2 separate regions of the Mus musculus genome follow, and region 2 is linked to region 1. A link is a contact called in public promoter capture Hi-C data. All regions are on one chromosome and are shown on one strand. The core of a region is the stretch at or near the end of the contact, and the rest is flanking DNA. Distances in the headings are between cores, read along the strand shown. Region 1 overlaps Susd1 (sushi domain containing 1). Region 2 has its middle 14 kb from the start of Hsdl2.

The links. Capture Hi-C pulls out chosen DNA fragments and counts their contacts.
Region 2: a contact with region 1 is called in a promoter capture Hi-C map of liver. The contact joins two enhancer-like sites. A contact is called at or near these places in 4 of 39 promoter capture datasets (the C10 cell line, cranial neural crest, liver and 1 more), 2 of 15 datasets of contacts at CTCF or cohesin (the NIH/3T3 cell line and large pre-B cells), 3 of 484 Hi-C or Micro-C datasets (bone marrow-derived macrophages and liver), 6 of 115 datasets of contacts at active chromatin or transcription factors (Th17 cells, bone marrow-derived macrophages, embryonic basal ganglia and 2 more) and 3 of 9 other capture datasets (adipose tissue, embryonic stem cells and liver).

The regions. Positions count from the first base shown.
Region 1 is chr4:59,317,734-59,320,955 of GRCm38.p6, reverse strand. The region is part of intron 15 of Susd1 (sushi domain containing 1); the gene reads left to right. Among named protein-coding and RNA genes, the nearest start is that of Gm35578, 38 kb to the right of the region's middle. Within about 2 kb of position 1,500, at least 100 of the 459 cell types and tissues checked have an H3K27ac peak or open chromatin away from gene starts, as enhancers often do. A contact at or near this core is called in liver, where this site is marked.
Region 2 is chr4:59,566,244-59,569,465 of GRCm38.p6, reverse strand. No RefSeq gene overlaps it. Among named protein-coding and RNA genes, the nearest start is that of Hsdl2, 14 kb to the left of the region's middle. Within about 2 kb of position 1,630, at least 27 of the 459 cell types and tissues checked have an H3K27ac peak or open chromatin away from gene starts, as enhancers often do. A contact at or near this core is called in liver, where this site is marked.

The DNA.
Region 1 (3,222 bases), core at 251-2,750:
TCCCCTAGGGATACTGGTGGAATCTCTGTCTCTCTGTCTCCCTCTGTCTCTATCTCTGTCTCTAAAGGTTTCCCTAGGGATATTGGGAATCTCTCTGTCTCTCTCTGTCTCTCTGTCTCTGTCACTCTCTCCCTCTCCCTCTCCTCCCCACTCCCCCGCATTCACCTTTATCTGGTTAGTCAGTCAAAGACTGTTCTAAGTGACGCTGTGGAGAATGCACTCTGAGGATGCAGCCTTCAGCAAGGAGATTCTTCCAATAAGCCTGACCTGTCACACAAACCCTTAAACTTGGGTCTACAGGTCAGAACTTAAGTCTTGAAGATCCTAGGGGTGGGCCATATTTGACACTGGAAATATTCTGCTAGCTTTGAAAAGCCACATAGCAAGGAATGCAGGTGGTCGGCAGGAGCTCAGAGACAGACCTCGCTGATAGACCATAAGGAAATGTGGACCAAGTTCTGCGACTTCAAGGGACTGAATTAAGCTGACAGTGGGGACAAACTCTGAAGCCTTCTTCCCCAGAGCCTTCAGATGGGAGGGTGAGCCACTAACACACGGTGATGGTGCTGAGCAGAGAACCCGTCACAGTGTGCCTAAACCGGGAACCACAGGACTGAGCTAATGGGTGGGCTTGTAGCTGAGCAGTGTGTGAGATTACAATAAAATGAATTCAGCATTTATCAAACATTACCTCTGCATCTATCGCCTCCTTTGCCCCGCTTTTCTGTGTTGCCCATGGTGGAGAAGTCAGATAAGAATAACACAGAAAGGTCTGGAGAGATGGCTCAGTGGTTAAGAGCACTGACTGCTCTTCCGAAGGTCCTGAGTTCAAATCCCAGCAACCACATGGTGGCTCACAACCATCTGCAATGTGATCTGACGCCTTCGTCTGGCGTGTCTGAAGACAACTACAGTGTATTCGTATACATAAAATAAATAAATATTTTAAAAAAAAGAATAACAGAAAAAAAAAGAACACACTAAATCATTACTTATTCTTCTGTGTTCAAATGAATGTACCAACTGCTCTCTGGATGTGTCCCAAGCCAGACTGAATCATGGCATTAATTTATTTCTACCATTGGATGGCAACAGTTGCTTTCAGGAAATGACCATACCTGTGTACATAATGCCCACACCCAGAGGAAGTCGTCAAGATTGTCACAGGGTCTAACTTCCTCTTCAACACCTGTGGTCTTTCTATCAGTAAAAGATTAAAGAGAAGCTGCGTTTGCTCCCAAGCAGAGTCTCTGCAGAGAGGAGGGCTATAGTTCAAGTGTATTTACTTTCTCTAAGAATGACTAACAGCACATGAGTTTCTAAGAGAATATTCTGCAGATGATTCAGAGGGAAAATAAAAGGCCCCACAGCATGAGACTGGAAGGGAGGGGAGCCCGAGAATGGCAAGACCATAAAAAGCCTATCATTCAGAGTGGCCACTTGTAAATTTTATTAGGCATTCGCAGAGGATGAAACTGTACAGCCACACCCATGAGCGCTGCTGTAGACTTTGAGGTTGTATGATTAGCAAACCGAGAAAGACCTGTAGCCAAGGACTGGAAACCCGTGCTGGGAGCCAAAATCCAAGGATGCTATGCAAAATAAAGGGCACTTTCTTATTTCTTTTATATCTGTGTATGTGACGGTGTCTGTGTGAGTGTATGCCATATAGGAGCAGTGCCTTCAGAGGCCAGAATGGAGTGTCAGGTCCTCTGGAGCTGTCATTACAGGTGGTCCTGAGCTGCTGGTTAGCAGGGGTTCTGGGAACTGAATTCCACTAGTGGAGAAGAGCAGCCTGTGCTCCTCCGTCTCATCAGCCTAAAGGTTACTTTTTAACACTGACTTTCAATAGTAATGTCTAGCGCAAGGGATAGCATGTCTCACTGAGGAGGTGGGTGCTGCTAGTGGATGGGTCAGGGGAAAGTTGGCGTCCTCAGCTCCTATTTGCTTCTGTCTTGCTGCAGTGTGAGGAGTGTCAGTATCTTCCCACCTGTTTAAAGTTCAGCGGAGTCACACAATTTCCAACTAAGCCAGATAAACAACTGCCAGCGACCTTTGTGAGACCTGGAAGAGAAGGCTAGGGCTGAGCAGTAAACAAGGACTTTGTACAAAGAGGGCGCCACCATTCTGAAGGTAGCTTGAAGTCAGGGCCAGCCCAAGTGATGGCTTGGCTCTCATGCATAGCAACAGTGACAGCATCTCTAATGAGTCAGTGTGGAGCATGAGGGGCCCCGGGTGTCTCCCCTTTTCTCCTCTCACAGACTCACTCATTGGCCAAGGAAGTAGGACAGAAAGCAGTGTATTTTGACTTCTGCTAACAGTTAACAGTACCGCTGTGGACAGAGTGTGCGATATGAGGGCGGTAGATAGGCCTAGGAATGGGCTGGAGAACAATGCAAAACCGACATCAGCTAGCTAAGGAGTAACTCCTGATGAGCAAATCCACAGCTCACACAGCATGGACTCCAGTCCACGGTCCTTCAGTTCAGCATTTTCATTCATCAAAGACTAAAGTGTGGAGGAAATAGGTGAGGAAAATACTGATAACCAAAACTGGAGAAGTGTTCAGAGCATAAAAGTACCAGAATCTCTTTAACCCCTTTATCTCCAACGCTATATTCCCTCCTTGTCTCTGTCTCTGTTCCTCGGTGTTTCTCTCTCTCTCTCTCTCTCTCTCTCTCTCTCTCTCTCTCTCTCTCTCTCTCTGCTTTTGTTTGTTTGTTTTGTTTTGAGACAAGGTTTCTCTGTGTAACCATAGTTGTCCTGGACTTGCTCTGTAGAGCAGACTGACCTTGAACTCAGGAATCTTTCTGTCTCTGCCTCCTGAGTGCTGGGGTCATTTTCTCTTAAAAACCAAAGCCTCGCTGATTGTGCAAATGATGCTTTTTAGCTATTGTAGTAGTTTTGTGTATATAAAATACACACTTTCAAGTGTGGTTGCCTATAAGGCTCCCACTTTAATCAATATAACCAGAAAATTCTCACCCACTTTAAGATTATATAAATATATTCAACAACATTTTCCAGTTCTTTCATATTTCAGCATATCTCTTTAATCTACCTGAATTTGATTTTGATGAGTGGAATCAGCTGTAGTGATTAAAATCACTTTATTCTAATCAGCCATTTTTCCTCCTTTCCAGATATAGGTCATTTATCAGCTCATTCAGTTATTTGAAAGTTACAAAACGATAGTAACAAAAGGTGACAGTAGCTGACATT
Region 2 (3,222 bases), core at 381-2,880, 250 kb before region 1:
TCCCTCTCAAGAGCTAAGATTACAGATACTGCACCTAGATAATAATACTTTGTATTTAAACGCTCCCCCATCTGGTGGCTAACAACCACCTGTAATTCCAGACTCATGCGATCTAAAGCCCTCCTCTTCTGGACTCCATGGGTACCTTCATATGCTTAAACACACACACACTAAAATTGTTTTGAATTTTTTAAAATTTTAATTAAAAAATAAATCTTTTAAAAAGAAAAAAAATTAACTGTATGTTATGACCAAGGGCAGATATTTTCAGTGACTTTAGGAGAGTCAAGGGTCTCTTGAAAATGTTCGTTTTCTTCTCACACAAGATAGGTCGCTTTGCCCCAGAGTCGCCTTCTGAGAAATCCCTGGAGTTTTCCGAGTGTAGCAATTGCTTCTGTTATGGTACCAACCTTCCATATAGGATTCCTGTGTCTCCTCTTGTTTGCTTCATTACTGTCAGGGGTTATGCGATGTTGTAGGATATCCTCATCCCTGTACTGTCATTTGTATTTCCCTGGTGATGATGTGTAATCCCAAAGGCAAGGGAGAGAGCACCCTCTTCTAATACTGGCCTTTATATTATCATTACGTTTTTCATCTCTTTAAAGCAGAGGGAAGACTTTATATCAACTACACTGTATCAAAACATAGTTTTGTTCTTTTTTTTTTTTTTTTTTTTTTTTAATGTTTAAGATAGGGTCTTTTTATGTAGCCCTGGCTGGCCTGGAACTCACACTTCTTCCATGTCAGCCTTCCAAATTCTGGGGCTACAGGCATGGACTAGCAAGCCCACTTCTGGTTTTGTTTTGCTGAGTGTATTACAGAGCTCTTTCCATGTTTATACCCAAAAAAAACCTACCTTAACCGTGTGTGTGTGTGTGTGTGTGTGTGTGTACATCATGTGTACTTGACTGTGGATGTGTGTGCTCTGGGTGAGTGTGTAAAAGTCAGAGGATGACTTCAACTTTGTGGACTTAGTTCTCTACCCAACCTTTAAGGGAGTTTCAAGGATCAAACTTAGATAGCCATGCCTCTCTGTGACAAGCACCTTTGCCTGCTGAACTTTCTTATCAATTCCCTACCTTAACTGTTTAAAAGCAGTTTATAGTCTGTCTTCATCTGAGTGTGTTCCAAATTAATGTAATCCTTTGTATCTGCGGTGAAACACAAATTTAAGACATTTAGGTATTTTCAGACTTGTCTCTATGATAAAGTGTTGCCATAAAAAATATTTGGACATGTGTGTACTCTTGCTCAGCACCCCTATTTCTCTACCATATATTTCTGAAAGTAAAACTGTTTGCTCGATGGATAATCACATGTATATTTTTCATGACACAGCTAATAACTGACAGCAAGATTTCCCAACCTTAATGGTTGGCCTTTGTGGTTAAATAATTCTTGTGTAGAAGGCTATTGTGGGCGTTATATAATAAGTTCAATAACTTCCTGGTCTGTAATCTATAGATGCCAATAGCACCCTTTGCCAGTTTATCCACTTACTATAGTAAAACACACCTAACATAAAGTCTACCACTCTAACCTATTTTACAAGGAGAGCTAGCTGAGCAGCACTAGATACATGACACTGTTGTGTAACTTTGCCTCATCCATTGCCAGTTCTGAGTTTGAACAGCCAAAAACTGTCCCTTAAAATTGCTGAAAATCTCCAGAGGGCAAGTTGTTGTGATGGTTTGCAACACCACGGAGAAAAATCTAGAGTGCAAATGTCATGAACGGCAGTAGCAACAGCCTGCAAAACAAAGGCTGAGGAGGTTAAAGGAAAAACAACAACACGCTGTCCAGGATCTCAGTGTCTCTCCTACAAAGAAAAGACATGGCTATGGAGAACATTATCAAAAGCGGGTTGTGGTGATCCATGCCTGTAATTCACTGATTGGGGGGCTAAGTCAAGAAGGTAGTGAGTTTCAGGCAAGCCCTGGACTCCAAGTAAGATTCGAGCTCATAAAAAAACAAACAGAAGTTTGCTTTTTTTGTTGTTTTTTGAGAACACAAAAACGTGAGAGAATAGATAGCAACTATAAAGGGAAGATAATGCATGCAGGGCTTTTTTTTTTTTTTTTCTTTTTTCTTTTTTTTCGAGACAGGATTTCTCTGTAGCCTTGGCTGTCCTGGAACTCACTTTGTAGACCAGGCTGGCCTCGAACTCAGAAATCTGCCTGCCTCTGCCTCCCAAGTGCTGGGATTAAAGGCATGTGCCACCACGCCCTGCAGGTCTTATTTTTGAGGTCCAGGCTAGCCTTAAATTGATGGCAGCTTTCTGAGTACTGGGACTGCAGGCATGAACCATTTCTTGGCTGCAATATGTGTGAGTACAGATATATTAAACATATACATTGATCTTTAGTGTGTAGATTTTAAGTGGATTACTGGATCATAGGGTGCTTCAAGTTCTAGTTATCCATAGGCTTAGATTTTTTTAAAAACCTACTTTAATAAGGGTTCTCAAATGCTTTGACTCTCCTTTCTATCTAGCTCACTGTCCAAAGGTAGGGAGAAAAGATTTGGACAAGGGGATGCGGACCTGTTTAGAAGTAGTTCATTGGGGTCATTTCAATCTCCATTTGTCAGGATGCCAGCAGTCCAGTTCAGTGGTGTCAGGATAGAAAGCATGAATCAGCAGTGGTGGCACGATCCAGCAGAAACTGCCAGGCATCCACCAAATCAGCAGGAGTCAGTGGAAGCGACCAGGACCAGCTGGAGTTCTCTGCCATGCCTCTCTCACAAAGTGAAGACCAGTGAAGACGCAAGACCAACAAAGAGCTATGCAGTTGTATTGTCACTGTCTGCTGAGTCCTATTTACACTCTTTCCAAACACCATGTATCCTCTCACAGGTCTTGCCTCAGCAAAACACCACCTAAGTCTGCACCATATGACACAACCAGAAACTTGCTCGTCAATTATCTGAGACACTTCAATGAAGTTACCCATAATAGTAGCAATATTAATTCATATGTTCACCAACAGCATGTGAGTCTCCCTTTCTTTTCATATTCACCAGTTATTTGGTATATTTTTTTAAATCTATTATTTATTTGTGTGTATGGTCAATTATTGCTTTCGTTTCCTGTGCTTTAAGGGTCAGACCCAAAAGATCTTCGTCAATACTGTTGTTCTAAGGCATTTCTCCTCTATTTCCTTCCACTGGTTACATAGTTTGGGGTCTTAAATTTAAGCTCACTGGCTAGTCTAGCTGGGC